Regions from separate parts of the Mus musculus genome. Here region 1 is linked to region 2. A link is a contact called in public Hi-C data. All regions are on one chromosome and are shown on one strand. The core of a region is the stretch at or near the end of the contact, and the rest is flanking DNA. Distances in the headings are between cores, read along the strand shown.

Region 1 (6,480 bases), core at 1,981-4,480, 65 kb after region 2:
GTCCTAGGAGGAATTAAAGGAAATACTGAGGGGGGAGGAGATATTACCAAAATATATTGAAGGCATATATGTTCTCAGAGAATGAATAAAAATACTGTATTTTTAAAAGACAAAAAACAAATAAGTCTCTAGCACACCAAGATTCTTAGGGTACACATGCACCATGACCTTGATAAATATCCTCTAAATACTTGCAATTTTTAAAGGGAAAGGGGAACATGTATAGGAGCTGGAGAGAGAGACAGAGACAGAGAGAGACAGAGACAGAGAGAGACACAGAGAGAGACAGAGACAGAGAGAGACACAGAGAGAGACACAGAGAGAGACAGAGAGAGAGAGACAGAGAGAGACAGAGAGAGAGAGACAGAGAGAGACAGAGAGAGAGACAGAGAGAGAGAGACAGAGAGAGAGACAGAGAGAGACAGAGAGAGACAGAGAGAGACAGAGAGAGAGACAGAGAGAGAGAGAGAGAGAGACAGAGAGAGAGACAGAGAGAAAGAGACAGAGAGAGAGAGAGATGTTTCAGTGATCAGAGCACTGGCTGCCCTTGCAGAGGACTGGGCTTGATTCCCTGAAACCACAGGGCAGCTCACAGCTGTCTGTAACTCCCTTCCCAGGGGATCAGACTCCCTCTTACAACACCCAAGGGCACTGTGTACATGCACATACTTACATGCAGGAAAACCACATAAAACACAAACAACGCTTCAGAAAAAAAAGAAAACATTTCCAGGTAGTAAATATAACACATATAATACATATTACATATTAGATTTAAAGCAAATCTAGTTTTACCTTTAAAAAAAAATCGTTGCCTCCAATGTGTTATGGTGACTTTAGACCCTTCAGAAGTGCTGTGTAATATATTCTTAGCTGACAGACGTAAATACAAAGACACCGGCACTTTAACTCCCAGAAATGACTTCTCTCTAGCCACTCCACAGATTCACTATTGTAAAAATTGTTTATACTCTGTTTTTTTCCTGTTTTCTCCTTGCTGTATGGTAGGTAGTAAATTAGAAATGGTCTTCTCAAGTATTCAACAAACTTAATTTTTCTCTCTTTCCATTTAATAAAAACAGGCACCAAAGTTAGTCATCATTATATCCCATAATTATTTGCACTAGTCCTGTGTGCCCCACCCCTGTCTACATGTGACTTGCGTGTAGGCCCTCTCTCCCCTGCTTGCATAGAAGGAGGGTCATGAATACGGACACAGGGAGAAGCCAGTCATGCACAAGTCAGGAAAAGAGCCCTCAGCAAGCATGACCTTGAGTGTACGCAGATCTGGACTCCCAGCCTCCGGCACTGGGAGAACCTTACAATTCTATTGTTTAACTGTGGTAATACTAGCACACCAATACACTTCTCACATCATCCTTAGGACAGCCTTTTAAAAAAAAAAAAGATGGAAGAGCAGGTAAATCATATGTCTCTTGACACTGCTTGCAATCACATTAAATTCTGATGATGCAAGGGCCTCACCGAAGTCGTTCCAAGCCCACTATTCCACGTTGGTGGGACACATTCCAATGGCTAACCCTCCCTCAGAGCAAACCTCTGGCGGTTTGTAGGACCAGGTGTGGATCGGGTAAATGACATGCAACAGTTTTTCCCCTTCATTCTCTGCTAGCTCATAACAATCGGGGCTCTTGTGTAACTGGTCTGTCTAAACCAGGGGCTTAACCTCAGAGCAGCTGCTGTGGAAAACTGCCCTGTGCATTGTGGGATATTTATGAGAATGCCCGCTTCCCCCTGCTCAGTCATGACAGTGTTCAACATCTATAGATATTGCCACATGGGCACTAGGAGACAAAAGTCACTCTGGTTGGGAAGTATTGGTTTAAGCCTTAGAGGTCATGGCCCCATACTTATGGAAGCCTGCCAACTTCTAACAACCACCTGGAGAGGGGAGTTATGCAAATGAAAAGTAATCGAGCATTTCTTCTCAAATGCGGTCAGTCAGTGGGACAGAATTTGTGAAGAAAGGTGGACGTAGGGTGGTAGGAAGGAAGGTACTGTTTGGGGATATAAATGTTCTATGTGCCATACACAACTATTTCCTTTGGAAGATACATGGTGAAGATTTCTTCACACATATAATAATCATGAATTTTGACACATGTAAAAAACCATGAATTCCAGGACAGTCTGGGCTATGTAGAGATATCCCTGTCTCAAAAGAAAAAAAAGGACATAAACATTTTATAATCCACTCACTAACGTGGCTCCTGCCCACTAGACTGGTTAGTTTAGTGGGTCCTGCCCCTGACCAGTCTAGTGACTCCATATCAAAACTGTCACACACAGGCCAGAAGTTTGTTAGCCACGTTGGCTCTGCACTCTTTCCTCCCGTCTTGCCTCCCAGCCTCCAGTCCTCACCCCAAACCCAATCTTTCCTCATTGGTCTTTCTTGGTCTTGCTTTGGGCTGAGAAAGCCCTGGTGCTCACAGAAGGAGGCTAATCTCTCTGACACCAGCCTCATCCGCCCCACCTGTTCTTGGTTATACAGCCAGACAGCTGAAAGCCTCTCTAACGGCACTGGCTGAGCCTGCTTGCCTTTATAGATCGTTTTCTCGAACTCAAGCACAACGTGGTGATTGCTCTTAGGCTTGCAGAAAAATACAAAATTACTAAAGAGGCTGCCCAGTCTCCCTCAGTCAGCTCTCCCCCTGTGCTGTCCCCTCTATTACCGTACTTTAGACCCAAAGAACTTACCCTTGTGTGGCCTTCCTTGCCTACTTTCAGTAGCACAGGCTACCTGGCTAGTTGGAAGGTTTTTGATTTTGTTTCGTTCTAGTTGATGGAAATCACCTGTATGCAACAGACTTCAACTGCTTGTCTCCAGGAGCCTTTGTCGCCCTCGGGATATGACAGCAGAGAGCAGTAGCTGAGCTGGGGGAGTAGTAGGAAGTGGCGCCCTCTACTGTTAGTCTCTGTGGGGGCTTTGGTTATCTCCTTAGCCCTTAGCAGTGGCCAGTGTTACAAAATCTCAGCCCAGGGTCTTAAGACCTTGTGCCTAGAAGACTGGACAGGCCTGTGGGATTTTTCATGTTCCCTTTCCTGGCTCCTTTTATCAACTCTCCTCTGTTGTCACGGTCCCTACCCTTCCTGCTCTGGGCACTCTCAAACTGCTCAGCACCTCTTTCAAGCCACCGGGCCATGCTCTGATCACTTCCGCAGCTCAGTGGCTGCCAGCCCGATGCTCACGGTATAACTCAGGGTTCATTTCCAGACATATCATGCCGGCCGGGTTGTCCAATGATACTCAAGATGCAGTGGGCTGCTCAGCAACTGTGCTCCAAGGACATTTGGGGTCATTCAGGCATGAGGGGGTCTTTGGCAGTCTACTTCTGGCTTGATTTGAGTTAATAGTGGCACCAGACATTGAGGGACCAGTAGGCAGTGCCAGACACGCCGGCACACTCTGATTCGTCTGTAATCTCAGCACCTGGAGGTAGAGGTAGAAGGATACAGAGTTCCAGTTTAGGCCAGATGGTTGTGGCACACAGCTTTAATCCCAGCACTCAGGAGGCAGAAGCAGGGAGATCTCTGTGAGTTCGAGGCCAACCTGGTCTATAGGGCGAGTTCCAGGGGAGCCAGGTCTACATGAGCAGGGGCAGTGTATATGTATATAATCTCTGTGTGTGTGTGTGTGTGTGTGTGTGTGTGTGAATACAAAATGTCACAATGAAACCCATTATTTTAATATACTAACCAAAAATGAGTAATTTTACACACAGCTGTCATAAGACCAGGAACACTACAGAAGGGAGAAGCCGGTTCTGAGCGTTGTGGTGGGCTCCCTCATCCCCCAACCCCCGCCCTCCCACACACATATTTTTCTTTGAATTCACCATGCAAGCTAAGGGCTTCTTCTAGCAACCACTTCTGGCAGTGCTGGTTACAGACCTCCCTGGCCCACGAGGTACAAGGGCATAGTTGGCCTCTGCACGCTCTAAGCATCTCACAGTCAGCACCCTCGGGAGCAGTCTCCAGCACATGGTGAGTGTGACCTAACTACCCAGCCTACTGAGCTATGTCCCAGAGTCCTATCAAAACCAACCCCTTTTTATCCAGTCTCTAGAGAACTTGTTCATCAACAAACTCTGCCATCTCTACCTTTCTTGTTTCCCCATTCTCCTAACTTTTGGAGAGTACCTCCCAATAAAGCTACTCACACACAGACCCCAACTTAGGATGCCCATCTAGAGGATGCCAGTTGTTAACCGCAGCATGGGCCAGGGTGACTTTCATGACTGCGTAAGCAAGATGGCCAAGAGCCTTACCAGTCACATCCGGAACTCTTTGCTCCTGGCCCTGTGGGAAGCCACAGAGATTATAAACAAGGGATGGAGTCTCTGGCACAATGCAGAGAAAGAACTGGGGTCAAGAAAGCTAGATGGGACATGCAGTCAGATCTTCAATCAAGTCAGAAGACGAGGATCTGTCTTAAGGAAGGGGCAGTAAAGATGAAGGCTGGCTAATACTGCCTTTGCTCCCCGTCTTAGCCAGAGTCACCCCGACTTGCAGCAAACTACTATTTAGCTGTTTTCTAGCACATGCAATAAAAAATAACCCACGCCTCCCAGGTTTGGCAAGGCCAGCAGAATCCTAGCTCAGGGCAAGGATGGAGTGTGCCCATCTTTCCCAGAGTCTGGTTTTGCCTGTAGCTTATACCACCTCTGTCTGTAGCTACCATTTATTTAACACTGGGGAGCAATCCAGACTCAAATTTACATCATGGCCTCTGTGACTTGGAGATATATTAAAATGGGGGCTTAGGGAGTGGGGGCAGGGTGAGCAGCAATTTTGGGGAAACTCAGCCAGCCAAGAGTCATCCACCTTTCTGTAAGGAACCCCTAATGGATTCATTTTATGAATGAAGGTGAACTATATCCTTTGGACTGTTGGCCATGCCAATACGGGGGTGGGAGTGTGGGGGGGGGCATTTCCTCAACATAGCTGCTTGACAACAAAGGCCATCCTCACTAATAGATGAGCTGAGCCAAAGAAGGACCTTTCAACATCAGGACCCAAAAGCATTTGCTCTTCTGTACCATTCAGTGGCTCTTAGATTCTCTATGTTCACCTGGACAGCCTCTCTCCATGCGGTTGCCCTGACGGAGGCCCCACAGCAGAAGTCTACATGGATTTGCCTTTCCTGGGCATCTCATTTCACTGGAATAGCATATAGTATGGCTCATTGGCCATGGTCTTCTCAGCTAGGATGCTGCGTAAAAAGTAAACAGTATACTGAAATCCACATGAGGTGGAAGGAACAGACCACAAACTCCCGTTTCCTCTGGTTTCAAAACATAGTGCACAAGACTGGGTTTGCTAATATGGGAGGCATATTCCTAAAAAAAATACCTATTTATGTTTCTGTCTGCAAATGAATACAGTGCTGAAAAGATGAGAGTTGTAATTGCCTCTGCCTCATTCCCCAGATGTGAGGTAGAGCTATGAATATGTCCTAATTCTTTTAATACTGTGCTGATGCTGTGCTGGGAGCAGCTTTCATAGGCTGCCTCCCAGTGTGGGAGTGAGCATCTCACCTGTGTCACGGAAGCCTGAAGAGATTAGGCAAGCTCACAGGTGGAGCCAGGGAGATGAAGTCATGGTTTTTCCAGGCACTGCCGCCCATACGCCGTGGACCAGAAACAGGATCCAAATGGGAGGCCCTTAGCAAAATAAAAACTGGAACTGAGGTCAGTGAAGTTCATCTTGGAACCCAGCCTCACCCTGACCTCTCCCACCCTCCTCTACACCAGCCAGGGTTTTGTCAACAAGCAAGCTCTCTCTGCACAACTTACAGGACCTGGTGTGATGGTTCCTGCTTGCTTCGCCTCCACCGCATCACACTCCTCTCTCACCTCTGGGGTCTCATCATCTAGCCATAGAAAATGCCTTTAGTGTCACTAGAGACTCAGTGCTCTCACTACTGGGTCTTTGTATCTGCCACGCTCCAGCCAGCACACCAAACCAACTTGGTCATTTCCTCTAGGCTTGCTCCCAGCCCTTAAGACAGGTCTAGGTTTCCCAAGGCAGTCTGTTTGCCTCACTCTCTTCAAGGGTTCTTCAATGTGAAGAAACTTTACTCTTCTGTTTTTTTCCACCTAGACCCAAAGCTCCCCCAGGCAAATACAGAATCTGCCCGACATCTGACCTCATGAGCTACGCTGAGCTCAAACTGTTCAAACAGCTCCCAGACTCCTCCTTCTCTCACAGAAACTGTGAGGTAATAAATGAGTCACTATGTTTAGAGTAGTTTTCTACCATAATAAGTAACTAATACACTATTAAAACTCAGTGGTTTAAAATAATAACTTATTAGGTCTCCCCTGATCCCATAGTTCCTCATGTACAAGCTTGAGATCATTTCAGCAAAACCAAGCCGATGGAGAGGCCGGAGGGGAGGGTCCAACATGACATCACTCATGTGTCTGGCATTCTGTGGGCTAGAATATGGTTTCTAGA
Region 2 (5,874 bases), core at 1,155-3,654:
TTATACTCAACATTAGGGTGTCCTTTGCAGACTATAATCAAGTAAAGCATCGAATATAAAAAGAATCCTTCTTGCATCCTGTACCAAGACTAGCCAGTGAAAACACATTCTTGCTCCCTTTGAGTCCGTTCTTTTGCTTCTAAGTAAGATTGTGCTGGTGGCGGTGGTGGCAGCACCTGACTTTAATCCCAGAGCTTGGAAGGCAGAGGTAGAGGCAGGTGGATCTCAAAATTCAAAGAACCACCCCCCACCCCACCCCCGTCTACAGAGTGAGTTCCAGGTCAGCCAGGTCTACACAGAGAAACCCTGTCTCAAATTACCAAATTAAAATACAAAACAAAACAACAACAGAAAGACTGCTTGATCAAAAGGGATTCCAACTTTTTTTGGTGCACTTTTTTTGTTCTTGTTTTGTTTTTGTTTTTAATGATTTCTTTTATTAGTTTGTTTTGACTTTCACTTTTTTTTCTTGTTTTTTTTTTGTGGAAGAGAGACAGAGATAGATCACACACACACACACACACACACACACACACACATATACACATATATATATACACATACACACATATACACGCATGTATATACAGACACATATACAAATGTATTTGAATACATTATGTCAAATGTCCTCTTTTAAATTTTTCATGTATATGCATATGCTATTGTGATGGTTTGTATATCCTTGGACCAGGGAGTGGCACCATCTGAAGGTGTGGCCTTGTTGGAATAGGTGTGACCTGGTTGGAATGGGTGTGTCACTGTGGGTGTGGGTATAAGATCTTCACCCTAGTTGCCTGGAAGTCAGTCTTCCACTAGCAGCCTTTGGATGAAGACACAGAACTCTCAGCTCCTCCTGCACCATTCCTGCCTGGATACTGCCATGCCCCCACCTTTATGATAATGGACTGAACCTCTGAACCTGTAAGCCAGCCCCAATTAAATGTTTTTTATAAGACTTGCCTTGGTCATGGTGTCTGTTCACAGCAGTAAAACCCTAACTAAGACAGCTATAGCCTGCCTTTCTGCCTTAGAAACTGTTCATCCTTCAAAGCAGATCAGAGTTACCATCTCCATGAGGCTAACTTTCATAGGCAGAGGTAAGACCATTAATACATTAAATTCTCGCTCCTAATGTTTCATGTCCTTCTTGTAACAGACTTGAACCTGACCCACCTGAAACAGGGTCATTTTGGCTGACCCACAGCTATGGCAGAAAGAAACAAACATTTATTGTTAGAAGCCACTAAAGTTTCATATTTGCAGCAGAAGCCTAGCTTATTCAAAAGCCTCTTCTTCATCCAAATGTGTATGTGCGTGCGAATGTATATTTCATCAATAAATGTGGAAATCTATGCCTTTTACCCACATACAATTGCAATAGTGAATGTTATATGTTATTGAGAGAGAGAGAGGAGAGAGAGAGAGAATAATCAACTATTATAATTGCTCTCAGGCCCCTATTTTACTATGTGTCTCTGAATAGGAATAAATATAGTAAATGAGTCAATCAGCCAGCCAACCAGTTTCAACACACACTGTCATCAAGACACAGTCTTCTCAGTTCTTCCCTTCTTTTACACACAGCAACCTTGTCAGATCCCAAAGGTTGGACTTAGGTCCCATACTGACCACTGTCTCAGTGAGGCCTTCCTTGTATTGCCATTTGGTTCAGAAAGAGGTTGCTTCTATGTTTCAGGAGTTGGGACAGGATGAGAAAAACAAATTTGATAGTCTCACAGTAGAAATGAGAAGATCTGCCACAGGTAGAAATGTTGGTTTCCACACATCCAAGGGGGGGAAAAATGCATGCTAACCAGTGGCATGTCCTGATGTCTAAGGACTCAAACAAAGGTACCTCTTAAGAAAGGCTGTTAACAAGGTAGAGGGGGATTTTCTCATTTCCCAAATGCAGTGCAGGACTGGAACTCTCCTCTCCTTCGAGGTGAATAGTCAGGAATCGCTATCCAGTCTGATTGTGTGAGGCTGACTGGAGGGCAGTTGAGACTCCTCAGTACCACATGCCTGCTCCCACTATTTCAGACAGCAGTTAGCTAGGAGCTAAGCGATTGATTCATTCCCTCAGCCAACCAGTTGAGAGCCCAGCACTCTTGTGCACACTAGCAAGGCAGCAAGGAGGAAGGGAAGGAAAACTTCCTGACTGTGTAGTTACATGTAACCGGCAAGAGTCGGGGTTGCAGTAAACCATACAAATAGTTCTGTAAAATTTCTAAAGTCTAAATAATTAGACTGTAATATCTCCAGGTGACAGAGCTGTGAAAGAGAAGGCTGGACAGAAAGTTGAATCATCCTGTGAGATAAGAGGAGTTGGTTGAGGTAGGCCTCACTGACATGACATTTGAACAGGAACTGAGAAAGATGAAGAGATATACTATGCAGATATCAAAGCACCCCGAGATGGGAGTGAAACCCACAAATTGGCTAGGGCCAGTCACCACAGAGTAAGCTAGGATAACAGGAAGAGCGGGCCAGGGAGGAAGTGGTCCACACTGCATTGGTTATTGTAAGGACTGGAAGGGTCTTGCTCTCAATCTGAGATGAAACAGCAGTAAGGAGGGGCAGGTAACAGGAGAAGGAAGTCGGTGTTTCATGGCTACTTCCACTGTGCCTGCTACTTCTTCTGCTTCCCCACAGAATGATGCTGAGGTAGATCCTTTGTTCTTACAAACAAAGGGACTGAGCCCAAAGAAGGCTTTTGCCATCAAGTGAGACTGACATTTGCCAATTGTTTTGACAGAATAGATCACCCTGTCACTGGCATCTTCTTCAGTGCCATTTCCACATGGACTCCTCAAAACAAGGTGGCAAAATAAAGCTTGCTGTTGGTGGACCATCATTCTCTCCTTAAGCATAAAGGGACCACTGGCTGTGGCTGTAAGGTGTGGCGTCCTCTGAGGAACATGGCTCTGTAAGGAGGGAGATAGTAATCTCTAAGTGAAGGGAAGTGAGAAGAATATTCCTGTGTTCATAGGAAATCACTGATTCATAGAAGCATCCCAGTGGTGAGTGGAAGCATCCTCGTGTCCAGCCTCCCACCCATGTTCTACGTGCTGCCAAGTGATTGTTCCACAACTCAGCTCCCACCAATCCATACACCAGGCTGGAAACACTTTGCCATCCTGTTCCACGATCCAATAGGTGAAGCTTAAAGTCCTTATGATGGTCTGGGAACTCACACCTACTTCTTCCCCAAAGTCTTTCCCTTCATAGCCCCAGGCTGAACACTTCTAGCTCCTCTTGTCATTGGGTCTTTGCTATATCCTTTCCTTCCAGGCCCTGACTTAACTGCTGCTTACTGTGCTCCATGCCTTCTCTAACTACTCTAGGTCAGGTTGGAGTCCCTCTGGTGTGCTCTATTAGCCCCTGACTCCGACTATTACAATCCATCTCAAACTCAGCCCTGTTCATTCGCCACCCGCCTATTTCTAGGTAAGGTTTGGGTTCTGAGAACTTTGGGCCCAGGTCACCTGCCACTCACATTGGAATGAAAAATATCAAGTATTTGTAGGAAATAAAGAAACCCAGGTTGGTGGGGCTTCTACTTCACGAGAACTGAGCTTTGTTTTCCAGAGTGAGATATTAGAAAGCTCTGTATAGGACACTACAGGTGACACACAATCTGATGGTTGGTTTTGTAAACTTGACACAAAATAGAGTCACCTAGGCAGGAGGAACCTCAATAGAGAACTTGCCTCCATGAGATTGGCCTGTGGGTATGTCTCCGGGAAGTATTAATGTGGGAAGGCTGAGCCCGCTATGGCCATGTCCCATAACCCCTCCCCCACCCGCCCACACATTCTGTGGGTTCTATAAGACAGCAGGCCGAGCAACCCAAGGTGGATCAAGCAAGTAAGCAGCACCCCTCCATAGCCTCTGCATCAGCTCCTGCCTCCAGGTGCTTGCCCTGTTCTAGTTCCTGTTCTGACTTCCCTCAATGATGAACTGTGATCAGGACATGTTAGCCAAACAAAACTTTTCTTCCCCAAGTTCCTTTGTTCTGAGCAGCAAAAAATAACTAGAGCACCTGTGAAGCCCCAGGAACAGCAACCCAGATGGGAAACTGGAGAGCTTTGAACAGGGACTGCTTGGTTGGCATTTCCTGCCTGTCATCCCTGCCATGGCTCATCTGTAAGAGTGAGTGCTCCTCCTGTCAGTTGTCCAGATATTAAATTGAAGAGTGAATCGAAGACCATAAGTAACACCTGCTTCTGCTAATAGCAAAGAGGAAGGCTGGATTTACAGACGCAACCTCAGTCCATCATCTTGCTGACCAACCCTCGGGTTAAAACCTTGGGTACTTAAAGAATCTCTTTCCCAGGATGCTCTGCCAGTAGAAGGGAATCAGGCGCCATCCTCGGCTTTCCTGCAAAGCGGTTGGTATGTCAGACCAGGCCTTGATCCCCGAGAGAGAGGAGGGAAACGCAGGTCAGCAGTGGCTCTCACATGATGAGGTTTTTTTTTTTTTTTTTTTTTTTTCAGAACAAAAGCAAATTGTTCTGACAGTCCCATGACTTTAAGGAAGAAAACTCAAAAGAAGGGAAACCCCCACTGGGCAATAGAAGAAGGACAAACACAAACATGTCTTAGTTAGAGAGAATGGTGCTTGACCAAAAGTATAATAAAAATAAAATCAGAAGAGCTCAGGTCAATGCGCCCCTCATCCCTGCTAGTAGCACTTACACACCCCATCATGCAAAGCTAACGACCTCATACCCTTCCTAAATCACAGTGGCATTGAAGGATGAACGGAACAACCCACAGGTACTGCAGGGAAAGCTGACGGTGGGGTGAACAGAATCAGAATCTGCCTGTCTCTCTCCCAGCAGAAAGGCCTCCCCTAAATACTCTACACCACACCCATGTGCACGCATGAAGGCCAACACTTACACCAGGGTGGAACTAACTTGTCAATTCTACCTATAGGCTTCCTTTCTCCCTGCCCTCCAGAACCACGTACATTCCACTGTCCCATTTGCATTCATGTTGCTGCCTTTCTCTCCAGCTTTCTTCTGCAGGCTCTGGATTGGCTTCATTATACTGTTTGCAACCTCTGGGCTGTTTTCATGTGTAAACTTCTAGGTTCCTTATCTGGAGTCTTACCCACTTTTATATTTTTAAATTTATTGTGAAGGAGCAATGATCTTTTAGAGGAGTTGCAGGACTCGTTTCTATGTTGACGTCTGTGTACCTGCTGGGTTGGGTACTTGTTTGGCTTTTATTTGGAGATCTTTTCAGTGAGCAGTTTATACCGTTGGTGCTCTAGTTCTCGAGCCTCAGTGTGACTATTAGATTCAGCTCCTGCTGTACCTCCCAGTACTCCTAGTTCAGTTCGAAGATGATAGAGTTTATATTTTTAAACAGCGTGGTGTGCATGCATGTGGACGAACATGAGCACTCCGAGGCACACACGTGGAGATCAGAAGACAACCTGTGAGAGTCAGGTCTCTCCTTCCAGCATGTGGGTCCCAGGGATCACGCTCAGAGCATCCAGCTCAACAGCAGGTATTGATGTGCAGAAGTGTGCATTTTCTAAGCTGTCCCCACCCACGGTGCTGTTCTGCCTGACCGTGTCTGGGGTCGCTATAGAAGATTCCCAGTAGGTCAGAAATGGCCGGTGACTGGCTAAAGAGTTCCACAATTATCAAGAGTTGAACAGATTCCTTTCTATACCAGTTGTTTGTCAGCTGTGGTGAGAGTGAGCTCACATCCCACACCCACAGTAACAGCTGCATCAGAGAAGCCTCACTGGTCCTTTGTTCAGACGAGAAAACGAAGACAAAGAGGAAAAGTTAGCCGAGTGCTTCAGGTGGCACAGCTGCCTGACATCAGAGCCAGAACTCTCAAAGAAAATGT

Evidence for each region. Hi-C and Micro-C count contacts between places; a contact is called where the count stands out from the background.
Region 1: a Hi-C map of CD8 T cells shows a contact between it and region 2, with 2.4 times the contacts expected there. The contact joins two enhancer-like sites. A contact is called at or near these places in 9 of 484 Hi-C or Micro-C datasets (CD8 T cells, DN3 thymocytes, bone marrow-derived DN3 thymocytes and 4 more), 5 of 115 datasets of contacts at active chromatin or transcription factors (CD4 single positive thymocytes, CD8 T cells, embryonic stem cells and 2 more) and 3 of 9 other capture datasets (adipose tissue, liver and pancreatic islet).

Annotation. Positions count from the first base shown.
Region 1 is chr7:90,277,116-90,283,595 of GRCm38.p6, reverse strand. No RefSeq gene overlaps it. Among named protein-coding and RNA genes, the nearest start is that of Ccdc83, 15 kb to the right of the region's middle. Within about 2 kb of position 3,230, at least 33 of the 459 cell types and tissues checked have an H3K27ac peak or open chromatin away from gene starts, as enhancers often do. A contact at or near this core is called in CD8 T cells and DN3 thymocytes, where this site is marked.
Region 2 is chr7:90,341,656-90,347,529 of GRCm38.p6, reverse strand. All of the region lies in intron 1 of Sytl2 (synaptotagmin-like 2), which reads right to left. Among named protein-coding and RNA genes, the nearest start is that of Sytl2, 42 kb to the right of the region's middle. Within about 2 kb of position 2,404, at least 37 of the 459 cell types and tissues checked have an H3K27ac peak or open chromatin away from gene starts, as enhancers often do. A contact at or near this core is called in CD8 T cells and DN3 thymocytes, where this site is marked.